2 separate regions of the Cricetulus griseus genome follow, and region 1 is linked to region 2. Evidence: chromatin contacts called from public Hi-C data. All regions are on one chromosome and are shown on one strand. Each heading gives the region's core, a stretch centred on a gene start, on an enhancer-like site or on the middle of the called end of the contact. The rest is flanking DNA. Distances are from core to core; before and after follow the strand shown. Region 1 holds the start of Ube2v1 (ubiquitin-conjugating enzyme E2 variant 1). Region 2 has its middle 39 kb from the start of Ube2v1.

Region 1 (6,485 bases), core at 1,340-3,839, 41 kb before region 2:
TAGCTTCCCTTTGCCCTTAGTTAAGACCCAGTCATCTCTCCAGCTCATCACCAGGGCCTTGACATTTATTGGGGGAAGGGGTACCTATGGAGGTCAGAGGGCAACTTGTGGAAGGTGGCGCTTTCTTCTAACAATGTGGGTCCTGGGGATCAAACTCGGGGCCTACGGCTCAGCAAGGGTCTTTACCTGCTGAACCATCTCACTGCCTCCCTGCATTTCTTTTTAATGTGTTTTTTTTCCTAGACAGAGTTTCTCTGTAGCTCTGGACTCTGTCCTGAAACTGTGTATGCCAGACTGGCCTTGAACTCAGAGATCCACCTGCCTCTGCCTCCCAGGTGCTGGGATTAAAGGTGTGCACCGCTGCTGCCCTGCCTTTTAATTAGATCTTTTTAACACTACACACTGGCTCCACCATGGGGGAAGGGGGGGGACTGCATCGAGTCCTGCCCCACTTCTCCAGACTCCCCATTTTCTTCACAGCACTTCCTGCTTTTTGGAGTCACTTTATTTACACCCTGAAAGGTCTTCTGTCTGGTTTGAATGAAACTATCTTGCTTGCTGCACACAATAGGACACAATAGGCCCCAGTCATCATCTGTGGGAAGCCCTCACCGTACCTCAAAGCTTGCCCTAAGGTATCTAGCCATGCTAGGTGATCTTGCTTTATTCTGTGGTGCCAGGGATGGAGCCCAGGACCTCCAATATGCTAGATGAACACTCTAGCGCTGAGCCACATTCCAGGCCAAGCCCTGGGATTCCAGCACACATCAGCAGCTGCTGCTGTATCTCCCCTCCTCTGTACTTAGGAAGCACTGGCAGCGTCTCAGGAGTTAGAAGTAGCTGTCAAACCAGATTGTGAGACGGTCTCAAGTAACTACAAGCTGAGCTGAGTGGCAATGCCACCCCAATACTGGCTGCCAGGCAGTGCACTCCTAGGTCTGGCAGGGACACTGCTCTGGGAGATGTCCATACCCCGCCCCAGTCTGGCTTGACTCAGCCTTGGTCTCCAGGAGTGCCCATGGCTGTGCTGGTGAATGAACTGACCCAGCATTGTGCACAGCCTTCTGTCAGAGACCCCAGGTAGTGTGTGGTGGATCACTGCAGGCAGAACCTCTCTGCTTCGAGTCCCTAAGACACACAAGGAAGGCTTCTTGGAATACGGCAAGAGCAATAATCCTGGAAAGATGACTCCCCTGGAACTTCCCTTCAACCCTCCCTAACCCTGTTGCTGTTGGTGCCTCACACAGCTCCAAGACGCCAGTACCCAGGCCGGCGGCCCATCCTTGCCCCTTGCCCACCCCCATCACCAGGCTCCAGAAGATGCAGCTCTTCATCAACAGGGGGCACCTAGTCTCTCCAAAGTCCTTCCCTGGAAGAGCTAGACACCCCGGGGGGTCCCCTTCACCAATGCCTACCCCATCTCTAGACCGCCAGAGCCCCATGCTGCGACAACCAAGTGCAAGTTGTCTGTCCCGAGACAGACCCTTCGGCTTCCCCCTCAGGCCTATCTCAGGTGGTGGCACAGCAGGCTTCTCTTAGCCCACAAGAGACTGGCAGAGCTTCTCCCCTAAAAGCACCCCCCCTTGCTAGGCCTTCCGTGTCACCCAAGGGTTCTCATTTCAGTGTTCTTCTCTCCCACCCATCCAGATAAGGGGGAGTTTGAGTTGAACCCATATATTTTTCCCAATTATTCGAAGTGACCGGCTCCAACTAAACAGGCACTTCCTTCATCCGCCTGGTGCAGGAAGAGGAGGATTTTCTTCTCCAAAAGAAACATCTTGGGGACTGCACCCCGTCCCAGTCTCCCCACCGATGACACGCCCCACCTGACCTCCGGCGGGGCTCCCGAGGCACCTGCTCGTGCCCACCCCACATCGCGCACGGTTCCCAGCGCGCCCTCCGAGACCTATCTGGGCAAACCGTGGTCCCCACAGCCCAGGCCTGCTCCCGCTGCGGACGCCCGGGCTCTCCCTGTGCAGATGCCCCGATTTCCCCGGGAAGCGACCACCAGGAGACTCCCCCTCTCGCAGCCCCGACCCCAAATTCGCGCGGGGCCCTGGGGTGGCCTCGCCTGCGGCCCGCGAGGCTCCCTGGGGTTGCGCCCGCGTCCCCCACCAGGCATCCCCGGATCCCGTCACTCAGGCCGGCTCAGCGGGGCCTGGCCCGGGCGTTCCCGGGCTCGCTCGGCCCCTCGGCCGGCCTCCCCCACCCCCACCCCCGGAGGCGCCCGCGGAACCTCCGGCTTGGCCGCACCGCCCACGGCCCCGCTGCCCCCGCCCGGGCTTCCGGCCGCCGCCTGCTCGTCCCGGCCCGGCCGCGCCGCCAAGAGCAGCCGCAAGGAGATCGCGGAGCCCCGGCCCGGCCACCGTGGCCTCCGCCAGCCCCGGGCCCAGCCCAGCCAGCCCCGCGCCCCGTCCGCCAGCACGCCCGGCGCCTCCGCTCACCCGAGCCTGTGGTGGCTGCCATCTTGCGTCGCTGTCGCTCGAAGGCCGGCCCCTTCTTCACCCCCCCCTTGAGCTTCCCCGGGCGCTGGTGCGCAGGCGCAGGCGTAGGCGCAGACGCAGACGGTGCCGCTGACGCCCGCTCGGGGTCGCACGAGCCGGGCGGGAAGGGCTTTGCCTGGGTCTAGGGTGAGCGAGCACGAGGGCGGGACTTGCAGGTTGCCCCGCCCAGCCCGGCGCCCGGTGCCAGGGCCCCGGTGGTCACGCTGAGCTGGGAGAGCAAACGGGGGAGGAAGGGCTGCGGAACCCCATGCCTTTCTTGGGCGGTTTCCCCTCTGGCTGCCTCCAGCTCATTATTAATGTGGAAATGAAGCTGAGAGGTGTTCGATTCAGATGCTGAGTCAGATATTTTTGTTATGGGTATCTGAAGAGGTCAAACTGTGGCCACTACAATCTTGTTTCCTGCTTTGCTGCTACCTGAAGGGACCCGGCGCTGCCAGGGGATTGAGAACCTTCCTGAGCATGCATTCAGCCTTTTGTTTGCTTGTTTGTTTGCTTTTCGAGACAGGGTTTCTCTGTGTTGCTTTGCAGCCTCATCTGGCACTCCCTCTTTAGACCAGGCTGGCCTCGAACTCACAGAGATCCACCTGCCTCTGCCTCCGGGGTGCTGGAATTAAAGGCGTGCGCCCCCAACGCCCGATCATTTTTTTTTTTTTAAATCGTTTTGTTTGTTTGACCCAGGGTCCCGGGACTCCTGCTGACCTAGCGTTCGCCCTATAGAGGTGGACGACCTTGAATTTCTGATTCTACTACTTCCACCTCTCACAAGCTTGGGTTGCAGGCCTGTGTTACTCCTGGTTTTAGAAGGGTTGCTGGTGGAACCCAGGGCCTTGTGCCTGCTATGCGAGCTCTCTATCAAGGGAGCCACACCCCTACCTTTGCGTCTTTTCACTCTTGATCTAAACATTCATTCATTCAGATATTTATATGTAGGAGGGCGGCTAGGTGCTGGAAATGACAACATCCCCAAAGAGGCAAGAGTCTGTCTCAGGGTTTACATCCTTGCCGGACAGAGAACAAGTGAATATAAATGAACTCTTTACCTGGGATAGGAAAGGGGAACAATTAGGAAAGGCCTCCTTTGGCGATTCCATTTCAACAGTCTTGAATATGCAAAGGTCTTACAGACATACATCCGCATACACTGTAAACCACATCCCGAAGCCACCTTGGAAACCTCTAAGTGGCTGTGGAAAACAAGACTGAGAAAGGTAAAGTAGCCAGCTCCAGGTCGCACTGCTAAGTGCCTACAGAGGGACAGGAAGCTGGGAGCCCTCACCGGAGCGCCCCATTGTCACCTGTTTGGTTTTTACTAAGCATCTACATTGCATTACCTCGCGGAGTATGTGGTAAACTCAGAATTATAATCCGGTGCAGAAGACTTGTACACCAGAATAAAATGAGTCTGTTACAATTTCTCCATAATAGAGGGAACCAGGTCTCTAGACAAACTGGGAAAGATGACTGTAAGGATTCAGGCATTATGCTGGCCTGCCCCTGTCACCTGACAGAATGCGCTCAGTCAGTGCCCTGGTCAGCCCAGGGTTCCATGGTTGTGTAGTGTGCACTCAAGTGCAAAGGACCCCTTTAAAAAACCCTGCTCATGTAAGCTCTCTTTCCTGCTGTTCTCCTGGGGCAGACAGGATTTTTCCTGTCCCCTCTTCTCTTCTGTCCTCTCTCTGTCTCTGTGTCTCTCATCTCCCCCATCCTTTTATAATAAAACTTCTCACTTAAGCTCTGTCTGCCTGGCATGTTTGGTTTGTCCTTCCGCCTGGGCCAACCTTTCCCGACATGGCATCTGCTAAGGTTCCCTTCTGCTTTATCCCAACAATGACTACACAATGCACAAGGCTCTGCTCCCAGGGTTGGGCCTATGCTGGGGCTCACGAGGTATCTGTGGCTTCGTATTTTAGGAGGAGGCTTTCCTGCTGTCCCAGTGCTGTACTTACTGAGCTGTGTCTCCAGGTTTACATTCACAATACCACACCAGCCTCACTCTAGCCTTGACCTTACATAGGCTGGAAACATGCAGCACCTCCCTGCTGTGGCATTGGCTCTTTTCAAGGCTGCTGGGACCTCACATGGCCTCCCTCTCTTCAGAGCATTCCATCCCTCCTTTTGTTCCCAATCTTAGTGTCACTCCCTTTGGAAAAACTGCCCAGACTTCTCCAGCTGGAGCACCTCAGCTAGAACTTACTTTCAGAATGCTCAATTTCCCAGCTACATGCAGTGCAATTTGCCTGTGCTTCACAAAGCACATGACACCAATCAGCCTTTGGAAGCACAGACGGTGTTTGCTCTAGACTTAGGGCCATGGAAAAGCATTGGGACCAAGAGTGAGCGTGTAGCTCTTGGGGCTGACTCGCTTCAGAAGTGAGTTTCTGGGTTTGAGTCTGCACTGTTTACCTTTTTGGGGAGGCTTCTGCTAAAAGGTTTGTAAAGATAGCTCAACATGTTGTTTAGCTGGGAACCCTGCGAAAGCCCGCCAAGCCAGGTTCATGCCGGACGCACCCAGGAGGCAGAGGCAGGTGGATCTCGGAGTTTGAGGCCAGCCTGGTCTACAGATCGAGTTCCAGGATAGGCTCCAAAGCCACAGAGAAACCCTGTCTCAAAAAACAAAGAAAAAACAAGACTCAGTTCCTAGACCCGCCACATGATTTCTCTCCTGCTTTCTTCCCCCGAGAATCACTCAGGAGTTGCTTTGCTCAGATTAAACCTGGTCTTATTAATTCGGTTTGATCTGACTTACTGCGGAGAAACCCACTACTGTGGAGTCAAAATACCACAGGTACACCCCTATAATCCCAATAGTAGGGAGGTTGAGGCAGGAGGATCCAGAATTGAGGCCAGCTTGGGCTACACAGTTGAGACCCTGTCTCAAACAAGGAATACCCCAGAGACGTGAAATACCTAGTATCTGCTTCCCTGCTCGGAAAAGGAGAATACAGAGTCACCCTTCATGCTTTAGCCTTGACCATGAGAGGATGAAGGTACACCAGGAAAGCTGGCATTCATTAAGCACTCCTAAGAATAGTCCCATTTTAAAGACCAGGAAAGTAAGGCTGGAGAAGTGGCTCAGCAGTTCCGAGTATTTGCTGCTCTTGCAGAGTACCCGGATTCCATTCCCAGCACCCACAGCAGCTGACAACTGTCAGAAACTCCGAGCCCTTTTCTGGATTCTTAGGCATCAGACATGCATGCGATGCACATACATGCATACAGCAAATATTCATAAACGAAAACCGAAAAAATAAAACTTTTAAAATAAGGGTTCAATAGGAAGTTCCAGGCCAGCCGGCCAGGGCTGCAGAGGATCCTGTTTCAGGAGAGAAAAACAAAGATGAGAAAACGGGGACTCAGAACCAGTCCGTGGACCGACGGCTAAAACTCAGCCCCTTATTCCCTACGCTCACAAATCCTCTGCCAGCATACACATCCTGCAAGCAAAAGTGATCATGCAAATTCCCACGAGAAGAACAACGCAAGAGGAAGAGGTTAAACTAGATGCCCCGGGGCATGCTGGTTATTGTAGTTCAACGGTGGCCTGTGGGAGTTGTAGTACTCATGGCACGCATTCCCTCGGGGAGACTCCGCCCCTTTCTGGCGTCACAGCGAGTAACCAGAGCAGGATTCCTCCTGCCAATCACCCACACTCCTCATTTGAGCTCAGCTGATGGGCAAGAGAGAATCCTTTTTATCCGATTGGTGGGAAGATTAAAGTTGCTAACTACCGAATTTAGACAAGTGCTATCCAAGTGTTAGTTATTTAATCCTCGATGACCCTAGCAAAGAAGCTCCAAAAGTAATGCTTACTGGCTGTACATTTGTCAGACAAAGGCCCTGAGGCCCGGAACAGTTAGACAGTTTTTCCTGGGTCATCGAAGAGTAAAATCAACTCTAAATGTTTTTTTGTTTTTTTTTTTTAAGATTTTATTTATTTTGTATACAATGTTCTGCCTGCATTCCGGAAGAGCATTATAGATG
Region 2 (6,656 bases), core at 3,910-6,409:
TAACAGGCATGCACCACCTTCCCAGCCTCTTTTGTTTGTGAGACAGGATTCAGTGGGCAGCTCATGGTGATCTTCTGGTGGCCATGTCAGAGATGCTGCAGTCTGCAATGACACTTTCGGAATCAGTCCGGAGAATAACAAAGCAACTCTGGGTGTCTCCAGGGTGCTCCTTGCTGCTGCTGTGTCTCTGCTGTATTTAGCAAGGTGTGATTACTATTTGAAAGACTCCCATCGTAGCTAGTATAGTATGATTGATTCTTGAGAAAATCCCACTCCTCTCTGGGCAATTTACTTGCAGATCATAGTGAAGATGATTTTTTTCGTTTTAAAGATTTTTATTATTTATTTATGTATATGAGTGTTGTGTCTGCATGTCTGCCTGCACGCCAGAAGAGGGCATCAGATCTCATTGTAGATGGTTGTGAGCCACCATGTGGGTGCTGGGAATTGAACTCAGGACCTCTGGAAGAGCAGCCAGTGCTCTTAACCTCTGAACTATCTCTCCAGCCCCATGAAGATGATTTTTATAAGAGCAATGATGATTTTTATAAGAGCAAGGTAGATCTATGATTTAATTGGACTTTCTGAGTTAGCCTAAAAGATACAGGTGGTTAAGACAATAAGATGATTAGGGAAATGGTTTAGGTTACTCTGTCAATTGCTTCAATGAGAGATAAAAAAAAAAGGCAAAAATAGGCTAGAAGTTACCTTCCTTTTTGTTAAATGTAAGATTTACAGAGGGTGAAAAATAAGAATAAGAACATAGAAGTTTCACGAATCATAGACCCATGAGTTCTGCCTGTGGAAAAACAGGTGATGGTTAAAGAAAGTAATTATGTCCTTACACCCAAGGTTAGGTCAAGTTCCTTGGTTGTGTAACTTAAAGAATTAATCACAAGCCCCGGTATGTGCTTTGGAAAAACAAAATTATGAAAGGAAATTAAATGACCCTATTGTGTGTAAAGAAAAATAGATGGTGAGCTGACCTCTCATTTAAAGTCTTTTATAAAATAAAAATCTGCTACACTGAAACCACAAACAGCTGCCTTCCAGTACAAAGGAATTGGCTGAAATATACTTAGTGTGCTTAAAACTGTTAATCATTTATAAAAGAATCAGTACTGGGTGAAGATGCTATAGTGTAAAAATTAATACAAAGAGAAATGTTTAACTACTTGTGAGGTTCTTTTTGTTTTGTTCTTTAGTTTTTTCGAGACAGGGTTTCTCTGTGTAGCCCTGGCTGTCCTGGAAATAACTGTGCGGACTGGGCTAGCCTCGAACTCACAAAGACCTGCCTCAAGTGCTGGGGATAAAGGCATGTGTCACCACTGCCCCGATAATTGTGAGTTTCTAAGGAAACATGTAACTTGTGATCATATGTGATTTCTTCTTATGTAAAGATTTTAATTTGTTTTTGGAAACTATGTAACACATTGTGAGGTGATCTTTTCTTGCATAGAAATCATTGTATTAGATGGTATAAAATCGTTGTATTAGAGGTATAAAACCATTGTATTAGATGGAATAAAAGGCATTAGAGAAAAATAAGAGGGCTAGAGAAGGAAAGACTTGGAAGGAAAAACATCAAGAAAGAAACAGAAGGGAGCCACCAGGGAAGAAGAGGAGAGGAGAACACCAGGGGAGATATAGAAAGAACAACAGGGATGAAGAAGAGAGAAAACCTCAGGGTAGAAAACAGAGCAAAGAGCAGAGTAAGAACAAGCCACAGAGAGAAAAGTGAAATGAAGAGTTAGGCTTTGGCCTTCAGATAAAAGTTCCCACGTGTGTCTGTGCATCTGTCCATGACTTCGCCCTCTTTGTATCTCCTCTCCAGTTTCTCTGATCTGTGGGGTGCTGGGCCCCTGGGCAGCAGGAATCCACCCATCTCAGACTGCCAGATGCTGCGATCACAGGCTTGTTCCCACTGCAGTGTGCCTCTGGTTTACATTTCCCGAGTGGCAAATGACTTCTGTGCTTATTGGCCATTCATATAACTTTCCATAGGAACATTTATTCAAATTATTTTACCATTTAAAGAGTGGGGGTTTGCTTGGTTTTTTGTTTGTTTTGTTTTGTTTTGTTTTTCGAGACAGGGTTTCTCTGTGTAGCTTTGGAGCCTATCCTGGCACTCGCTCTGGAGACCAGGCTAGCCTCGAACTCATAGAGATCGGCTTGCCTCTGCCTCCCGAGTGCTGGGATTAAAGGCATGTGCCACCAATGCCTGGCTGCTTGTTGTTTTTGAGAATGGGTTTCACTGTGTAGCCCCGGCTGTCCTGGAACTCACTATGTAGACCAGGGTGGCCTTAGATTCCTGCCTCTGGGATTACAGACAATTCACCAACACACCTACCTATTTTCCTTCCCTCCCTCCCTCCCTCCCTCCCTCCCTCCCTCCCCTCCTCCTTCCTTTGTCCCTTCCTTTAAGAGGTCAAGCATTTTTTTTAAAAAAGATTTATTTATTTATGTGTATGAGTACTCTGTCTGCATGCATACTGGCATGAAAGAAGAGGGCATCAGATCTCATTACAGAGGGTTGTGAGCCACCATGTGGGTGCTGGGAATTGAACTCAGGACCTCTGGAAGAGCAGCCAGTGCTCTTAACCTCTGAGCCATCTCTCCAGCCCCTAACTTGTATTTTATATGCACTGGTGTTTTGCCATGGGTGTCAGGTCCTCTGGAACTGGAATTACAGACAGTTGTGAGTTGCCATGGGGGTGCTGGGAATTGAACCCAGGTCCTCTGGAAGAGCAGTCAGTGCTCTTAACCACTGAGCCATCTCTCCAGCCCCCCTCAGACAAATCTTAAATCCTTAATCATTTTGACAGATGTTGTCAATCAAACTTGTAGCAAGGAAGAAACCGCCCCTGGAATGGGGTGCTGGTTTATACCGTCACCTGCCAGGGTCTGGCTGACAGTAAGGCTAGTAAGTGCATTACAGATGTTCAGAAGGTAATCCTTCTGTTATGTGAGGCTCCCATCATGTGCTCAGCGGCGGCCTGGGACTGGTGGCTGAAGATCTGGAGTATGGCCTTCAGGACAGAAAGAACCTTTGGGCAGAATGACTCAGGGTTGTGGTGACTACAGAAGAGCAAAGACAGGAGGGGAGGTCTGGTGTCCTGGTTTGCTTTTCTGTTGCTGTGATAAAACACGGTGATCAGGGCTGTACGGTGGTCGCACACCTTTAATCCCAACACAATTCCATCACTCTGGAGGCAGAGGCTAGTGGATCTCTGTGAGTTCAAAGCCAGCCTGGTCTACAGATCCAGGACATCCAGAGCTACACAGAGAGACCCTATCTCAAAAAAACAAAAACAAAAACAAAAATACCATGACCAAAAGTAACCTGGGATTTCCAGGTCACACTCCATCTTTAAAGGCAGACAGGCATAACTCCAGCACCTGGGAGGCAGAGGCAGATTGATCTCTGTGAGTTTGAAGCCAGCCTGGTCTATATAGCAAGTTCAAGGCCAGTCAGAGCTACACAGTGAGAGCCTGTCTCAAAAACAAACAACATTGTATGAAATTCTCAATAGAAATATTAGATAAAACATTTCAACACTTTAAAAATCTGATGTGTCTTTAAAATCCCAAAGCCTCTTATGTATTTTTTCTTTCTTTCTTCATTTCTTTGTTTTCTTCTTTTCTCCTTTACCTTTTACTTCTCCTTCTCCTTTTCTTCTTCGACAGGGTTTCTCTGTGTAACAGCCCTGGCTGTCCTGGAACTCACTCTGTAGACCAGGCTGGCCTCAAACTCACAGAGATCCACCTGCCTCTGTCTCCCAAGTGCTGGGATTAAAGGTATGTGCCACCACTGCCTGGCTAGATTACCTATTTTCTTATCTCAAAGAATCAGGCCATAGGATCAATCAGATCAAAGCAAAACCAAATGACAACAGTGTAAATTCAAGTTCTGCAGCTCAGTGTCTGTCATCAGGAGCTCATTCATGATCTTCTGAAGGTGCTCTGAAGACTCGGACCTTTTACTTCTTTGGTTTTCCCAACCATAGCACACACTTTGTCTCCCAGGTTTGGGTCAGCTCACTCCACACCTGCCTCTGTCTGGGTTGTTCCACAGTCCTGGCAACTCTAATATCCTGGGATCTTCACTGTGGCTTTGTTGATACTAATGGCCTCTGTACCCATCTCCAGGGACCCCTCCCCCACTACATGGTGCCAAACCTGAGCTTTTCTTCATGAAGAAGAACCTGAGCTTTTCTTCATGACCCCTTCAATCCCGGGGTTCCCTTTGCAACTGAGTGGGATCACTTTTACCAGTGGCCTCCTGGCCTCTCCTCTGTGATAATCTAGTCTGGCCACTTAGTGTGAAGCCCCAGGAGCTCTCCATGACTTGGTCGTGCCTTTAAAAGCAGCACACATGGGAGACCCTGACACATTAGCTGTCATCTTGAGATGCAGCTTGCTCTGGGGCGACACTTCCCAGAAGATTTCACCTCAATGCTGCTTCTCTCTCTCTCTCTCTCTCTCTCTCTCTCTCTCTCTCTCTCTCTCTCAGTCTATATACAGGGTTCTGCATATATCCCTCCATGCCAGAAGAGGGTACCAGATCTCATTATGGATGGTTGGGAGCTGCCATGTGGTTGCTGGGAATTGAACTCAGGACCTCTGAAAGAATAGCTAGTGTTCTTAAACACTGAGCCATCTGGCCTCTTCTTAATCACTGCTGATTTCATGCTGCATCTGACCAGCATCCATTATCCCAGTGAAGCAACTGTTTCACTCCCACAGAGTCTTAATTCAGGCATAAAGGTGTGGTCCTGACAGTCCTTGACTCTCACGTTTCCTGAACTTTCACAAGCCCCGCCTCCACTGTCTGCAATTGCTCCAGCATTCTTCCAGACTGCCACAGAACAGCTCAATAAATGCTGAATGCTCAATGGCATTTCCAGAGCAAACCTAGGACATCTTTCCACAGTTCTCTCCAAAACCACATGGTCAGGTCCATCACAGCAACACCCTGCTTGCTCTAATTGGTATCTGTTGCTGTGATAAAACACCATGCCAAATGCAATCTGGGCAAGAAAGGGTTTATTGATCTTGTAATTCCAGGTCACATCCTAGAGGTCAAGCAGGACCATAGTAGAAATTTCACTCTCCTTTCCCAGTGACTCAGGGCTGTGTCAGTTTAATAACACATGACTAGCTCTGGTAGAAACACGCACTGTGAGAGCAAAGGCCAGGGGTAGGGAGGCTGGCAGGCGCCGCTCTGGAGGCTTGGCATCTTGAAGCAGGTGTCTCTGGGCACGAGACTGGATTTCTGCTTTCCTTCTGTGAAATGTCGAGACACAGCTCCTCAGGCGGCACACTGAGAGGTGGGGTAACAACCATGGATGAGTTTGGTGCCACACACGGGAATCTGGACTTAGCCAAGGAGCCTTGTGGGGAAGGTTGTCCAGCTGCAGAGGCACCATGGGCTCCTCTCAACACGTGACCTACAGACCCACACTCTCCCCTGGCATTCAAGGCCTCGACGACCCTCTCTCCTACCTCTGGATACCTCCCACTTTTAAAAAATTCCGTATTTTTGCTTTATGTGGATTTGTGTTTTTACTGAATGTATGTCTGTGTGAGGGCGTCAGGCCCTCTGGAACTGGAGTTAGAGACAGTTGTGAGCTGCCATGTATGTGCTGGGAATTGAAGCCAGGTCCTCTGGAAGAGCAGTCAGTGCTCTTAAGCACCGAGCCATCTCTCCAGCCCCTACTTCCCACTTTTAAAAGATACTTCTAACATTCAGTGAACATGTACATGTGTGTGTGTGCATGTGTGTGTGCACATGTGCTCGTGAGCGTATGTTCATGTGTGTATGTGTGTGTCATATGTGTGTGTACTGGTATAAATCATGGCATGTGGTGGTAAGAGGGCATCTCAGAAGAGTTGAATCTCCTTCCATCACATGGTTCTGGGGATCAAACTCAGGTGGACAGGCTTGGCAGCAAGCCCCTTTACCTACCAAGCCATCTCACCAGCCCCAGACTTTATGTTTATTGAGCAGTTTTAAATTCATGGCACAATTGAGACAAAGTCCCAAGATACCCTGCAGGTCCTCCCAACACACACACACACACACACACACACACACACACACACACACACATACACACACACACACACACACCACACACACACACACACACACACACACACACACACACACACACACACACACACACACACACACACACACACACACACACACACACACACACACACACACACACACACACACACACACACACACACACACACACACACACACACACACACACACAGCATGTTGTCTTTACCCCCACTGCTAGGGTGACATGTGTCACACTTGATAAGCCTACAGGGACACTGTTAACAGCCAGAGGCCCCTGCTGACACCAGGGCACCCAGCATTCCTCCCTGGGGAGACCTGGACCAATGTACAATGACAGGATATCAGAGTTCTTTTCCAACATTAATAATTTACTTGTGTGGGGCTGGAGAGATGGTTCAGAGGTTAAGAGCACTGACTGCTCTTCCAGAGGTCCTGAGTTCAATTCCTGGGAACAGCAAGGTGGCTCACAACCACCTTGAATGAGATCTGGTGCCCTCTGCTGGCCTGCAGACACGTGACTGTATACATAATAAATAAAATCTAAAAAACAACAATAATT

What was found. Hi-C and Micro-C count contacts between places; a contact is called where the count stands out from the background.
Region 1: a Hi-C map of the CHO-K1 cell line shows a contact between it and region 2, with 4 times the contacts expected there. The contact joins the promoter of Ube2v1 here to the enhancer-like site in region 2. A contact is called at or near these places in 6 of 8 Hi-C or Micro-C datasets (the CHK-Q cell line, the CHL-YN cell line, the CHO-K1 cell line and 2 more).

Annotation. Positions count from the first base shown.
Region 1 is chr6:11,777,230-11,783,714 of CriGri-PICRH-1.0, reverse strand. It overlaps Ube2v1 (ubiquitin-conjugating enzyme E2 variant 1), which reads right to left and starts at 2,589. Exons shown (of 4, transcript XM_027423344.2): 1 at 2,445-2,589. The coding sequence starts at 2,466.
Region 2 is chr6:11,738,899-11,745,554 of CriGri-PICRH-1.0, reverse strand. No RefSeq gene overlaps it. Among named protein-coding and RNA genes, the nearest start is that of Ube2v1, 39 kb to the left of the region's middle. Within about 2 kb of position 5,159, at least 2 of the 6 cell types and tissues checked have open chromatin away from gene starts, as enhancers often do. A contact at or near this core is called in the CHO-K1 cell line, where this site is marked.